Regions from separate parts of the Oryctolagus cuniculus genome. Here region 2 is linked to region 1. Evidence: chromatin contacts called from public Hi-C data. All regions are on one chromosome and are shown on one strand. Each heading gives the region's core, a stretch centred on a gene start, on an enhancer-like site or on the middle of the called end of the contact. The rest is flanking DNA. Distances are from core to core; before and after follow the strand shown. Region 1 overlaps ANKRD11 (ankyrin repeat domain containing 11). Region 2 holds the start of ANKRD11 (ankyrin repeat domain containing 11).

Region 1 (6,975 bases), core at 3,228-5,727:
GTGTGCACCCCAGAATCGTGTCCTCCAGACCTCACACACACTGGACAGGAAGTGCATAGCCCAGAATTGTGTCACATACACCCCGACCCCACACTGCAGTACAGGAAGTGCGCACCCCAGAACCATGTCCTCCACCCTTACCCCATACTGCAGAACAGAAAGTACAGAGCCCAGAACCGCATCACACACACACAGGAAATGCACACCTCAGAACTGTGCCCTCCCCCTCCACCTCCACCCTGTACTACAGGACAGGAAGCACGCACCCCAGAATCCAGTCTTAACAGCTCTCGATAAAACACAGTGGTTTGGATTTACGTCTTCTTTTCCTGCTCACATTTGGAGTAAAATTCCCCAGCAGTGCTTGCCGTCGGGACACGGAAGTGCAGAGAAGCGTCTGGCGGCCTGAAGGGTCCACTGACACGTGGCACAAGTCCTGCGGTTCTGGGGCTGGAGGTGTGCAGCCAAAGGCAGGCTGCAGCCGAGAGCACTGTCTATACACACACCTGTTAGTGAAAGCTCGACTTCGGTTCCCAAGTCGCAACCACCACCGTTAGGAGGAAGCAAGCCCACGTGTAGAGAGCCCCCCCTCACAGCCACTTGCTCTGGCTGACCAGGAGCCATGGGGAAGGTGGGCACTGCCAGCCCACAGCCTGGGTCTGAACACCACGCACGGGGGCCCGCGGCGGCAGGCGCGCACATTACCTTCTTCCCAGGTTGTTTCTCCACCATGTCGCTGCGGAGAGCGAAGTCTTCCTGCTGTGGTGTTCTAGAACACCCACCCTTGGGCATCGTTCTGCTCCCTCACGTGGCCGTCATTTATGCTGCTATCGCTTCGTCGTCGACCGTCTGCTTCAAGAAAGGACACAGAGGTCAGACTCCACCGTACCAAGAGGCAGCCAGAGCCCAGCCGACTTCACGCTGAGCTGCCCAGGTCTGAGAGGGGCCGCGGCTGCGGCTGTGCGCAGGGGGCCAGAGCCGCCGCACCCCAAGTGGGCCTTGGCCAGAAGCACTGGCTTGGGACATCCCTCCCCAAGGGCTCTTCCCAGAGGCAGAGAGACGACGGCTACACCCTGCTGACAGCAGGAAGGCACCTTCTAGAAACCACCCCAGCGCACGGCTTCAGGTCCTCCTTCCCATCAGCCATGTGCCCTGTGCTGCACTGTGACCGACTCACCCACGTCCCGTGCCTCCCTCAGACAGCCCTGCGCTCAGGACACACTGCCCATCCACCCGCCACTCCTCTGCGGACTTCTTCACGGCACCCCCGAGGTCCCGCCAGAGTAGTGTACTGGAACAAGCATCGCTGTGCTCCGTTTCTGGCGTTAAGGACACAGCTGGCTCACCCTGGGGAGAAGGGGAGGCTGCGGCTCTCCCTCGGCACCGCCTTCCTGCCCCAGCGCTCCCAGACAGGGCACCTGCCTGCCTACTCAAACTCTGGACTCTAGACTCCACCCCAGAGCTGCAAGTCACAGCCTGGAGAGACAGACAACTCGGCACCATGCCCAGGGCCAGCTGTCAGACTCACAGCTGTCTAGGAGCCAGCAGGCCCTGCTTCACAAGGTTTTTTTCTTTTTGACAGGCAGAGTTAGACAGTGAGAGAAAGAAAGAGAGAAAAGTCTCCCTTTTCCGTTGGTTCAGCCCCCCAATGGCCGCTGTGGCCAGCGCGCTGCGCTGATCCGAAGCCAGGAGCCAGGTGCTTCTCCTGGTCTCTCATGCTGGTGCGGGGCCCAAGCACTTGGGCCATCCTCCACTGCACTCCCCGGCCACAGCAGAGAGCTGGCCTGGAAGAGGGGCAACCGGGACTAGTACCCAGCGCCCCGACCGGGACTAGAATCCAGGGCGCCGGCGCCACAGGCGGGGGATTAGCCTAGTGAGCCGCGGCGCTGGCCTGCAGCAGTAGAAGGTTTTTAAAATCCCAGCCTGCCTGCTCTCAGGATGGATAACTGGACAAAGGCGTACCTCAGAGGCGCACAGGCTCTGTCTAGGCCAGCAGAGCCCACGGCCTGTCCTGCAGTCCTGCAGCATCTGGCTGTGCTTCCTGTGCCCAGGTGTCCACACTAGGGCTCTGGTCAAGGACGGTTCTGAGCCCCGTGTTCAGTGGAGAACCAGACTCCTCTTCCTGCGTGGGCAGAGCAATGGCCCAGAACAGCGAGAGGAGAGCACGGCTGACTTACAGACCAACTGCACCCCAACTCCACAAGAGGAAGCACAGGGGCCAACTGGCAGGACTGGGTGAGCTCCGCCACAGCCATGGCCACTCCGAGACACAGGCCGAGCCCAGGGAGCGTCAGCACCTTGCCGTCATTGCTGCTGCCCTTGGGGGAGCACAGTGCGAGTCCCAGAAGGCCAGCAACTACCATTTCCATCGCCTGCAGCTGCGCCTTGCTCACCAACAGAAACACCACTGCTTCTTTTGTGAGATCAACTGGCGAGGTACGAGGTGTCTACCAAGCACACTTCACTGCAAGAGAAGCAGTCCACACACTGGGAGCTGGCCAACAGCGCTGCGACTGCACTTGTTTTGAAAAGGCTGTTGTCCTTAAGGCACATCCTCGCTGACCTCCCCACAAAGCGCCAGGGATCTGAGGACTTGCCCAGGAAATGAAGGCAGGCATCACCCACCACAGGCAGGTGTCACTGTCAACTCCTGGTGGCTTAGCGGTACCGCCCAAGTGTTCTGCTGTGCCCTCCCGCCTTCACAGTGACAGTGGACACTGTGCAGGCCGTGTCACTCCCAGGACTTTGGCTCTGGCTCCTGCAGGGCCTCACACTGCAGACCTGAGGGTCCCCAGTCACTGGCAGCAAGGTGGACTTGGCCTCTTGACATCCAAGCACAGAACTCAGACTGTGGAAGGCCAGCACGGTGAGGTTTCTGGCTGGCAACTTGGACACATGGCCATCTGGCCCTCTCCTGACCTCTCAGGAACCCAGGCCACAGGACCATGGCTCATGCCACAGCTTTTTCTGAACAGCCGACTGACCAGGAATAGAGGCTAGGCTACACGTTAGTCCTTGTCCATCTCAGCCCCTCAGGAAGCCGCCGATGGTGCTGTCCCAGGTCCTTGTGGCCGCACCCCAGCCTGTGCTCCAGCAGGGACAGGGCCCGTGAGGAGGCAGTAATCTGTGTCTTACAGGATGTTTGTTTTAGAGGGTAGGACTGCTGTGAGCCCTAAGTCTCCCTGTTCGGAGCTGAGCATTTCACTGCTAAACATGGAAAGGGGCCAAGGTTCCTTCTGGTGGAGAGTTGTGAAGCTGTCTTGGGCTGGCCTCCGAGGCTTTCTGATCACCACCATCAAATCAAACCCTGGGGCAGGAGCCCAGGGACACAGTCTCCCTGGTCAGGCGACACGGCTACTCCTCTTAAAGGTGACTTCACAAGCAGACGGGAACAGAGAGCTGCCTGCAGCCAGCGAAGGGACCCACTGTCACCTGGTGGCCAGGGAGGGGCTGGCCCTGCTTGGATCTCTCCACACATAAAGTGGAAGCTCCAGGTGGTGGCCACCAGGGAAACCTGCATCTGTGGGGCCAGAGAAGCACCTGTTCCAAGGGCTAACAAGGAGCCCTGGGCCCACCTGCAGGGCACATGTCCCCACACCGACAAGGTCACAATCAATCCCTAAGGACTGCAGCGTTCAAATGTGGAAAATGCTGTCAGGTCAGTCTAGGAAAACACCAGGACCCTCTCTGCACTTCAAGATGCGCCTGTGCTGGGGCCACCAGCATCTCGTATGGGCGCCAGTTTGAGTTTAGGCTGCTCCGCTTCCAACCCAGCACCCTGCTAAATGGCTTGGGAAAGCAGACGATGCCTCAAGTTCTTGGGCCCCTGCCACCACATGGGAGACGTGGAAGAAGCTCCTTGCTCCTCGCTTCAGCCTGGCCCAGCTCTGGCCCTTGTAGCCATCTGGGGAATAAACCAGCAGATGGAAGATCTCTCTCTCTGTAACTTTCAAATAAATAAATCTTTAAAAAAAAAAATAATAAAGGGTGTGTGGGCACTTGAGTGGAGGTGCCCACAGCTCCACCTCCCGCCCACCTGCCCCGCCCAGCCCAGCCCCACCCAGCCCAGCCCAGCCCAGCCCAGCCCAGCACAGCCCAGCACAGCCCAGCACAGCGTGTTCCCAGAGTCTCCCTCAAGGCCAGACCTGAAACAGGAGGCCCGGTCATCACTCCCTGCTTCTCAAGGTGACAACAGCAGGAGACCACAGGGAGAGGGAGGGTCCGTGTCCCTGCCGTTGGTAGAGCAGGGACAGGGCCTTGGAGGTGGCTGCTGGGCCTGTGCCATCCACAGAGGTGTGGCAGCCCTTCAGCACCGAATCTGCATTGAGCTAACACCCTGTCCTGCACACCAACGGCCAAGAACAAAACAAAACTTCTAACAGCAATGCCCGTCCTTAGAACTGGTAGGAAGAAACAGTGAAGGGCTGAAACACATTCCGACAGAGCAGAGGCGTGTTTCCGCCAGCCCCCAGGAACGGAGGAGAATCCAGGGCCCGCGCTTCTCACGGTGCAGGCGGCTGGCCAAGCTCCCTGCCGTCCAAGAGGCTGCTGCACACCCTATTTCCTGTGTGGAGCAGACGCAGGGCAGGGGCGGCAGCCCTGGAGACAGGTGCAAGGCAGGGGCCCCTTCCTCTCTATAGACACTTCAGAGACCCTCACCCCCAGGCCCACAGACCACGGCTGCAAACCATGGCACCCCAGGGCACTCTCCTCTTAAAAGACACAGAAACACACCAAGGGCACTTCCTAACGGCAAAGGGGAAAGAGGCTCCAGCAAGGAGGAGTCTTGGGCAGAATCTCAGAAGGAAAGGCATGTGGCATTGTGGCACTTCCCTTGGGGGCGGTGTCTATGGGGAGGTGGTCCCAGCCCTGCTGATGGGGGCAGTGTCTACGGGGAGGCGGTCCCAGCCCTGCTGACACAGCACTGGAATGGAAGTTGAAGTGGGACTGGACACAGGAGCCCCGGCTGCCCACAGACACCAATAGCCAAGGAAGCCCCTGGTAGTCATTCAGGCCTCCTCGTCCAACTGAGCTGCAACCAGAGGAGGTGGAGCCCTCAGTCCACACAGAGCCCAGGTACAGGCTGCACTGTTCAGTGACCTTGAGAAATCCTCACCCAGTCCACCTGTGAGGCTCAGGAGGAGATGGGGCCACCAAAGAAACCCAGGGTGCTGCAAAAGAGAGACCAAGAACTGCACACAAGTCTTGTCTGGGCAGATTCTGGAAAGCCAGGATGAGAGAACACTGCAGGGTCTGCTCCTGTAAACAGAGAGGCTAAGGCCCAGAGAGCAGAAATGAACCATGCGAAGCCCAGCCCGTGGCCTTCCCCGGGCAGGGGGGCTCCGTGGCATCAGAAGCCTCCCCACACTGCAGACTCCCGGGGCAGTGCAGAGAAGACAGGTCTGAAGAAACAGCTGCAACGCGCCCCGGGCCAGGCTGAGCCCAGCTGGGCTCAATCATTTCAACACCTGAGTGCACGACAATGTGCGACTTCAGTGCAGTGGCCCCGGGTGAAGCTGCACGGGAGCATGCGCTGGCTCCTCACTGTCGGGGTCGGGGCACATGTGAGGTCAACACCAAGATGCCACCTGCCCTTTCCAGTGTTGGTGGGCACTGCAGGTGACATGCAGCAGGAGGCAAGGTCTTTAGCCATTGCCCTCATTCTGAGGGCACAACAGTGAACCTGTCCAGTGTCACCTACAGGTGCCCGGGGTCAAGCCCCCAGCCCTGCCCTTTCCTCTCCATGCGGCAGAGCTGCAGGAGCCGCACAGCATGGAGAACGGAGGCCCATCTCCACAGGCTGCCGCAGGCTGGGCTCCAGCAACTCCCGCACAGCACAACCTGCAGGTTCGCCAGTCCCCTGCGTCCCAGGGTGTGGGGTCTGCACACTGCATCACACAGAGATCACCACGCTGAGTCGCTGACAGCCTACTCATGTTTCACTGCAGAGGGAATGTCTGGTCACAATGATGCCAGCTCCAAGTCCTCACGTGGGCACAGCGTGGCAGTCGTGTGGTCAGCAGGGAACGCTGCTGCCGGGGACACCTGCAGCCCGTACTGGAGTGGAGGGGCCGGTCCCAGCCGCTCCACTTCTGACCCAACTGCCTGTTAATGTGCATGGGAGACAGCAGAGGACTGGCCCAACCACTCGGGCCCCTGCCAGCCACATGAGACCCTCAGACGCAGTTCTGGTTCCTGGCTCCATAGCACTGACTGTTTTAGGCATTTGGTGTAAGATCAATCAATCAATCAATCAATATCTCTCTATCCCCTCCTTTCAATGATGATACACAGCAAGATTGTGATTTCAAAGAAAGCTGACAGCAGTCTTGCCACCAATAAAATCTCACATAAAGCCGTCAAGTAAACAGCTGAACTCTGGAGCACACGGGACATCCTGACACCTGAAGACATTTCATGAGGTCAGAGGTGGCATCGAGGTGCTGGTTCTGATCACCACCTAGGATCATTTCCAGATGAGCAACAGGAAGTCAAACAGCCCGTCGGAGTGAGGCCAACCACTGGCAGAACAGACTGGGGAGCACAGGGCATCCCACACTGCTACTACCACCACAAACACCTGCTGTCTCCTGAGAAGGAGACAAAACATGCCTCCCTTCCACACTAGGTCACCTGTGTGGGGTCAGCTGAATGTAGCAGGCGGAATGCAAAAAACACACACAAGTATTCAGCTGCTTTTAGTTAAACCACGTAATAGAGATTTGCAAGTGTTTCAAACAGTGTCCCTCTACACACTAAATTACTGATTTCTTTTGTAAAATATTTTCCAGTAAAAATCTGGACATAATACTTTGTAATCTCTAAATGAAGTCTCCGTTGGATTTCTGTTACTGTAAATTAAGACTCAGCACATCCACGCACTGGGCTTCTCCTGGGAAAGCTGCGCCGCGCCCCCTACCCTCTCGCCCTCGCTAGGGTGTCTGGGGGAACTGGTTCCCCCAGCAAGGACAACTG
Region 2 (6,975 bases), core at 2,350-4,849, 110 kb after region 1:
CTCCAGCCGAGGCCAACACAGCCAGGGACCTGGCGGGTCGTCAGGGTCAGGTGGCAGGCATCACCTGGATGTTCACACCACAGCATCTGCAGCACCACTGCATCAGACACTACCTAGGAGACAGCGCTGTGCTACAGCAGGCTAAGCCTCCCCTGCAAGGCCAGCACCCTCCACGGGACTGCCCGTTGGAATCCTGGCTGCTACACATCCCAACCTGCCAATGTGCCTAGGAAGCACACGCTGGCCCAAGTGCCTGGTCCCCTGCACCTGCGTGGGAGACCCGGATGGAGCTTCCGCCTAGCCCAACCTTTGCTGTTATGGCCATCTGAGGAGTGATTCAGCAAATACAAGATTCCTCCCTCTCTTGGTCTCAATCTCTGTTGCTCTGCCATTCAAATAAATACCTTTTTTTTTTTTTTTAAAGATTTATGTATCTATTTACTTGAAAGGCAGAGTTTAGAAAGAGAGAGACAGTGGGACAGACACAGAAAGATCCTGCATCCACTGGTTCACTCCCCAAATGGCCACAACCGCCAGAGCTGGGCTGGTCCAAAGCAGGAGCTTCATCCAGGTCCCCCACGTGGGTGCAAGCACCCAAGGACTTGGGCCATCTCCTGCTGCGTTCCCAGGAGCACCAGCAGGGAGCTGGACGGGACGCGGAGCACCTAGATGGGATGCTAAGGTCACAGGCGATGGCCAACGCCCCCATTCCCCACAAAAGGACACTATTTGGCCGGAAAGTGAACTAGAAAGAAAATGTTAAATCTGGAGGGGGGAAGGGCAGTCACGGCAAACACAAAGCCCACAGCAGAGTGCAACTCTGGCCTGAGGGATTCCACGAATAAGGCCCCTCAAACCACCAGTCAGCAAAGCAGCCATTCAAGTGCTCAGCGCCTTAGCCTACAGAGGTCTCCACCCCGGCTGTCCTGCAACGGTCAGAGCCGGAGAGCTGGGGACGGACACCTCCTTCACCGCTTTAAGATACAACTGAAACAGCTGAACTGTACAGACTCCATCTGAAACTGCGATGAAGGGGACAGTGCTGAAACCTCCAGGCCGTACCTCCGGGTGGCTCCCACGCCATAAACGGCCGCCACTCCTGGGGCTGCCACCTGAGGGTGAGGACTCGCAGGCTGACAGACCAAAACACTCATTTTGCCAAAAATGCAGACTACTCCTGAACCAGCAGCTCCTGTTACTGTCTAATTACATTATTTAACTGGCCATGGGCTCATCGCCCATATGCAAAATCACTCTGATATTCGGAGAAACATAACCTCTTATGTCAAATCTACTTAAAAATACAAGGCAAACAAGCTTCTTGGACAATATTCTCGAACGCGAAACTCTGCAGCGACACTGTAATCACAGCGACCGTGACAGCCGCGAGCCCGCAGCAGCCCGGCTGGCCCCTCAGCGCCCACACACGCAGGACTCCGACCAGGCGACACCCTCAGAAACGGACTTCTGTTGAATCCTGCTCTGGGTATTTTTTCAGTTTAAAAAAGGAAAGAAAAAGAAAGAGAAGGAAGGGGATGATGACCGTGACCACGACCACGACCAGCGCTTCTCAAGGCTTCTAGCCTGGGTTAACTTAGCGGTGTCACTGGTTAGCCTTCCAGGAACCAGAAGCACACACACAAACAACAGGAAAACGCCACAGCACGCTGGTCTTTGTTCCCTCGCAGCGCCCCGCACCGCAGACAGCAGCCAAGGCAGTGGGAGCCTGTCCCTAGGGAAACCCCAGGGAGCAAGGGTCGAGGACTCGCACAGCACCGCACCGCGGCCCACCTTCGTGTCACAAAGCCGGGCAAGGCGGTCTTCCTGTTCTATTTTGTTTTTGCTGCACGACAGCTGCAAAGTTACCATCAGGAGAGTCGAGCAGTAACCCTCCAAGACACGGCCCCGACTCCGTCTCCAGGGCGCAGAGGCTCGCTGGAGACACGGAGTTCCCAGGGGCGCTGCGCAGGGCCAGTCTCCGGCTCAGGGCTAGGCAAGCGGGGTCGAGGACTAGGCTTGCACACACAGAGAGCAGGAGCCGTCTCCACAGCACTTGTCCCACCAGCAGGACCGTTACGGCCTGGCTGTTCTGCAGCCCAACAAGTGCACACCGAGCAGGGGCCTCGCCGCCGCAGGAAGCCGTCTCGCAAAACACGGCGTCCGGGCGAAGGGCTAAACGCTCCCAGCAACCTGCAGGAACCCCGACCGCCGCGCACGCGCGCTAACTGCTGAGCCGCGTTCCCCACGGGAGGTGAGGGCCCTCTTGGCCCAACTTAATCTTGCAAACGCTTCTACCCGAACTCCAAGGAAGCTGGGACCCACACGGGAGCAGACACCCCAGCACCACCGCAGAGAGGCACCCGGGGCAGCGCCGCGACTCGCCCCCAGGACGACACCGCCACAAGGGTCAACATCACAATCCATGTGGCAGGGCCAGCCCTGCACACGCGCGCGCGCACCCGCACACGCGCGCGCGCGCGCACCCGGCTACCGCCCTGCCGGGGGATGATGAAATGAGGAACGGAAATTAACATTTCAGGCAACGTCTCACATTGTTCCTTGAGGCCAAGGGCTGCAGCCGCCGCCGCCGCCTTCCTCCCGCTCGCCCCCGGCCCGCCTCCCCTCCCCCAGACCCCCCTGCCGCCCGCATTCCTGCCCTCGCCGCGCGCGCGCGCGCGCGCTCCCGAGCCCCGCGCCCCCCGGCCCCCGCGCCGCCCCCTCCGGCGCCGAGCCGAGGGCCGCCTGCCCCCGTTTCCACACCGCGCCGGGCACAACAACGACAACCGGCGCGGGGCAGGCGCCCTCGTGCGGGCCAGGGGTCGGCGCCCCCGGGCCCGCCCTCGGCCCCACACGGCGCCCCCGGGCCCCTAGGCCGCCCGGGTCCACTCCGGGCCCCTCACAGTGCCCCAAGAACGCGCAGCCCCTCCAGGGCCCAGGCCCCACGCTCGGCTCCTCAGAGCGACCCGCAGACCCCTTGGGTCCGCCCGGGGGCGCACCCTAGGCCCCTCACGGCGCCCCCGAGTGCCCCGGGGCCCTCCCGCGACCCCCCGACCCCTCAGGCGCTCCAGACGCGCCACAGAGCCCACCCTCGGCCCCTCACGACGCCCCCAGACCACACAGACGCTCCCGCGGCGCCTCGGAGCCCGCCCCCGGCCCCTCGCCGCGGCCCCGGACCCCCGGCCCGCGGAGGCCCGCCGAGTCCGCTCAGCCAGCAGGCCGCAAGGCCGCGCGATCCCGGCCCCCGCCCCGACCCTCGACCTCGGACGGCGCGCCTCTCACCGGCTCCGAGGGCGGCTCGGCGGCGGCGGGGCGCAGGCGCTGCCCATGCAGCCCCGCCGGTTTCCCGGCCGCGCGGCCCGGGCGGGAAGGCGGCGGCGGCGGCGCGGGCTCCGAGCGCCGCCGAGCTGCGAGGGCCGCGAGAGGCGAGCCCGCCCCTCGGGCGCGCCCAGGGCTCGCGCGGGGCCGCGGTTCGGTCTGACGCTACTGCGGGGGCGTCTGGCCGCGGGCTCGGCGGCGGCGCCTCCCGGGCTGGGGCCCTCGCTCCATCGCGCTCCGTCGCGGGCGGCCTCTGGCTCCAGGACCCAGCGGCGGCTGCGGCGGGCGCCGGGCGCATGAGACGCTCCCGCCCATTGGCCCGCCGTATCCGCCACCGCCATTGGCCCGCCACCGCCGAGCCGCAGGCGTTGCGCACGTCACGGCGTCGGGAGGAAGTGCGATGCCGGGGTGAAGGGACGACGCTGCGATTGACAGCTTCCCGGACGGGCTTGGGGCGGGACTAGACGACGTCCCGGGGACGACAGCGCACGGCCGTGCGTCAGGGCGCACGGGGCGCGGAGGCTTACGGGACGCTGGATTGGCTGTCTGCGTCTCTCAGGGGGTGGGCCTTGCGCTCTCGGGCACGACGATTGGTCTTGCCGAGTGCCGGAACCACAAGGCGCCGGGTCTGGAAGCGAGGCGTGGTGCTGAAGGAGGTGGGAAACGGAGTGTCCGCCGAGCGGGCGCGCGCTCCCCGGGAGGCGGCTCCGTCGCTTTCGCCTGCCCGGGCAGGCTCCCCTCGGCTGCTCCTGGCCGGGCGTGTGCGGTGTTCGGGCGCGGCCGGCCCCGAGCCGAGGAGGCCCTCTCCGCGGACCGCTTGTCCGAGCCGCCCGGGGCGCACCTGGCCCGTGCAGCCGTCGCTCTTCCACGTGAGTGGCCGCTGGGGGTGGGAAAAGCGGCGGTGCACGCCCACCGGCGCTGGGCCGCGGCCGGCGGGAGCCCCGCGACAGGGCGCATCCGGTCACGTCGGCGGCCGGGGGCCTCCCCGGGCTGGCGCAGCACTGTGGCGCAGGGGCTGGCGCGTGGCTGCCGAGGCCGCGGAGCGTGAAAAGGTTGTGCCCCGTGGTCGCAAACTCGAGGTACAAGTAAAAGAAGCAGGGGCGAGTGTTTGGCCCGGTGGTGGGACGCTCACGGCCCGTATCGGCGCGCCTGGCTCCAGCCGGGCCTCTGCCCCTGACCCCAGCCTCCTGGGAATGCGCGCCTGGGCGGCAGCAGGTGATGGCCGCAGCGGTTGGGTTCCTGCCCCCACGCGGGAGACCTGGATTGAGTCTGGCTGCTGCCTCCAGCCGGGGCTGTCGCTGGCATTTTGGGAGTGACCCAGTGGGTGGAAGATGCCCAGCTTGTGTGTGTGTGTGAGAGAGCGCGCGCGAGCCTCTCAAGTACTTCATGTAAAACAGGAAAGCCAGCCTACCCGTTTCTGACCACATTTGTGAAAAGGGGGCCCCGCGTTCCGCATGTGCCTGACTGTCGAATGACGAGATTAGGCCGGCGAGCGTCAGGCCTGGACCCTGCCCCACGTGTTGAGTAAATGTCGGTGACTGGGGATTGGTGTTTCGTGTTTGTTTCCTCCCTGGACCCTCCTGGAGGCGGGCGCCCGGGATCAGGTGCACCTCCCTGCCGATGCGCCTGGGAAGCTCAGGCGCTTGGCCCCTGCCGCGCACCTGGGAGACCCAGGCGGCGTTCCCGGATCCCGGCTTTGGCCTGGCCCAGCCCTAGCTGTTGTAGGAATGTGGGGAGAACAGCAAATGACGGTCGGACTTGAAAACTGAGTCTGAAAGCGTGCCAGTGTAAAAGGTGAAAGCCACGGAAGCAGAAACTACAGGATGGAGAAGAAGCGGAGCGTAAAGAATTAAGCCGCTGGATGCACTGATTCAAAAGCGTCTCCTGTCCGCTGAGGGCCAGCACCAGGAGGGCACTAAGGACTGGGGATTTGACAGGTGCAGCTGACCCGCGGAGGACGCAGGTTCAGAAATTACTGTCAGCAGCTCTGTGACCCTGACCGCAGGGTGGTCAGCGTCGGAGGCAGAGCCGCTCGGGGGGTGGTCAGGTCCAAGGGTGGGGCTCTTTCCTTGGAAAAGAGGTCTGAGGGAGCTTGGGCGCTTGCAGCCCTCGGCACGTGCCACACCTGCAGAGCTGTGTGATGAGCCACCCGTCCGTGCTGACTGCTTGGAGAGAGTGCGGGGTGCAGGACGAAGATCAGGTCTCGTCCGGAGCTGGCTTTCAGGGCTAACTGGGTGAGAGGTGAGGGAGTCGCTGTAGGCCTGTGCTGTCCACTAGTGGCCATCTGTGACTACTGGCCCCTTAAACTGTGAAGGCTGTCTGCCCCAGTGGTTAAGAACACATCGCCTGGGACCCCTGCATCCCATACTGGAGAGTGCCTGGGTTTGAGTCTCACATCTGCCTGATTCCAGTTTCTGCCAGTCCTGGGAGACTGCAAGAAATGGTTCAAGTAGTTGGGTCCCTGCCACCCAGTGGGAGTCCTGGATCTTAGTTCCCCACTCCTGGTGTTGCCTGGCCCAGCGCTGGCTACGAGGTACATTTGGAGAATGAACCAGTGCATGAGAAGTCTCTCTGTGCCTTTCAAATAAGTAAACTTAGAAGGAAAATAAAGAAAGAGGGGCTGGCATTGTGGTGTAGCAGGTTCAGCCACCACCCATGACAGCAGCATGCAGCATGAGTGCTGGTCTGAGACCCGGCTGCTCCCCTTCCAATCCAGCTCCCTGCTGATGCGCCTGGGAGAGCAGCAGAAGATGGTCCAGTCCTTGGGCTCCTGCACCCACATGTGAGAGCCAGAAGAAGCTCCTGGCTTCAAGTTAGTCCAGCTCTGGCCACTGCAGAAGTGAAAAAGTGGATGGAAGATCTCTCTCTTTCGCTCTGTCTCTGTAAACTTTGCATTTCAAGTAAATCTTTTTTTAAAAAAGAAATGAGAATCCAAAGGCGTGTGTGCTGTAATACAAAATACACTCCAGATTTTGAAGGCTTGGTGCAAAGACAAAAAGAACATAAAGTATCTGACAAACACTTTTTATTTGTGACACGTTGAAATGACAGTTTTTACATATATTAAATAAATATAGTGGCTAAATTATCACATTCCTTTATGACCATGGTGACTAAGAAATGCCAGTCACACCTCGGCTCACGTTCTGGGAGAGGTGACTTGAAAGGGCAGGCTGCATCCAGCCAACAGAAGCGTCCACTCTGTCCAACTCGAGTCTGCGGCCTGTATTGGATTCAGGATAGAAGAGATAGGGGCAGGACTGGGAAGACGGCAACAGAGAGAGGGAGCGATCTGTACTCTGGTTTGCTCCCCACGTGTCTAGCCAGGTGTGAGGTAGGCCAAAACCATGAGCCAGGAACTCCACCCAGGTCTCCCACATGGGTGGCAGAGGCCTGGGCACTTGGGCCATCATCCCCTACCTTCCCAGACACATTAATAGGGAGCTGAATTGCAAGTGGAGTAGCCAGGACTAAAGGGGCACTCTGATAGGGGATGCTGGTGTCACAGGCAGCAGCTTAACCCCCAGGGTCTGCTACTTCCTAGACGCTAACTGAAGGCTTAGACAGCCTTAAACGCTGCAGACTGCCCAAGGGCAGGTCCTAGGCAAAGAGCCCCTGGCAGCACAGGACTCACTGGAAGAGGGAAAACAGGAGGCCCTG

The links. Hi-C and Micro-C count contacts between places; a contact is called where the count stands out from the background.
Region 2: a Hi-C map of an unstated tissue shows a contact between it and region 1, with 2.2 times the contacts expected there. The contact joins the promoter of ANKRD11 here to the enhancer-like site in region 1. A contact is called at or near these places in 2 of 6 Hi-C or Micro-C datasets (ear pinna and an unstated tissue).

The regions. Positions count from the first base shown.
Region 1 is chr18:69,061,209-69,068,183 of mOryCun1.1, forward strand. ANKRD11 (ankyrin repeat domain containing 11) reads right to left here. Exons shown (of 15, transcript XM_070062843.1): 4 at 706-849; 5 at 267-506. LOC138846596 (a long non-coding RNA gene) reads right to left here and starts at 260. Exons shown (of 2, transcript XR_011384137.1): 1 at 1-260. Within about 2 kb of position 4,478, at least 1 of the 8 cell types and tissues checked has an H3K27ac peak or open chromatin away from gene starts, as enhancers often do. A contact at or near this core is called in ear pinna, where this site is marked.
Region 2 is chr18:69,171,883-69,178,857 of mOryCun1.1, forward strand. It overlaps ANKRD11 (ankyrin repeat domain containing 11), which reads right to left and starts at 3,600. Exons shown (of 15, transcript XM_070062843.1): 1 at 3,280-3,600. It overlaps LOC138846597 (a long non-coding RNA gene), which reads left to right and starts at 3,676. Exons shown (of 2, transcript XR_011384138.1): 1 at 3,676-4,184; 2 at 6,032-6,975.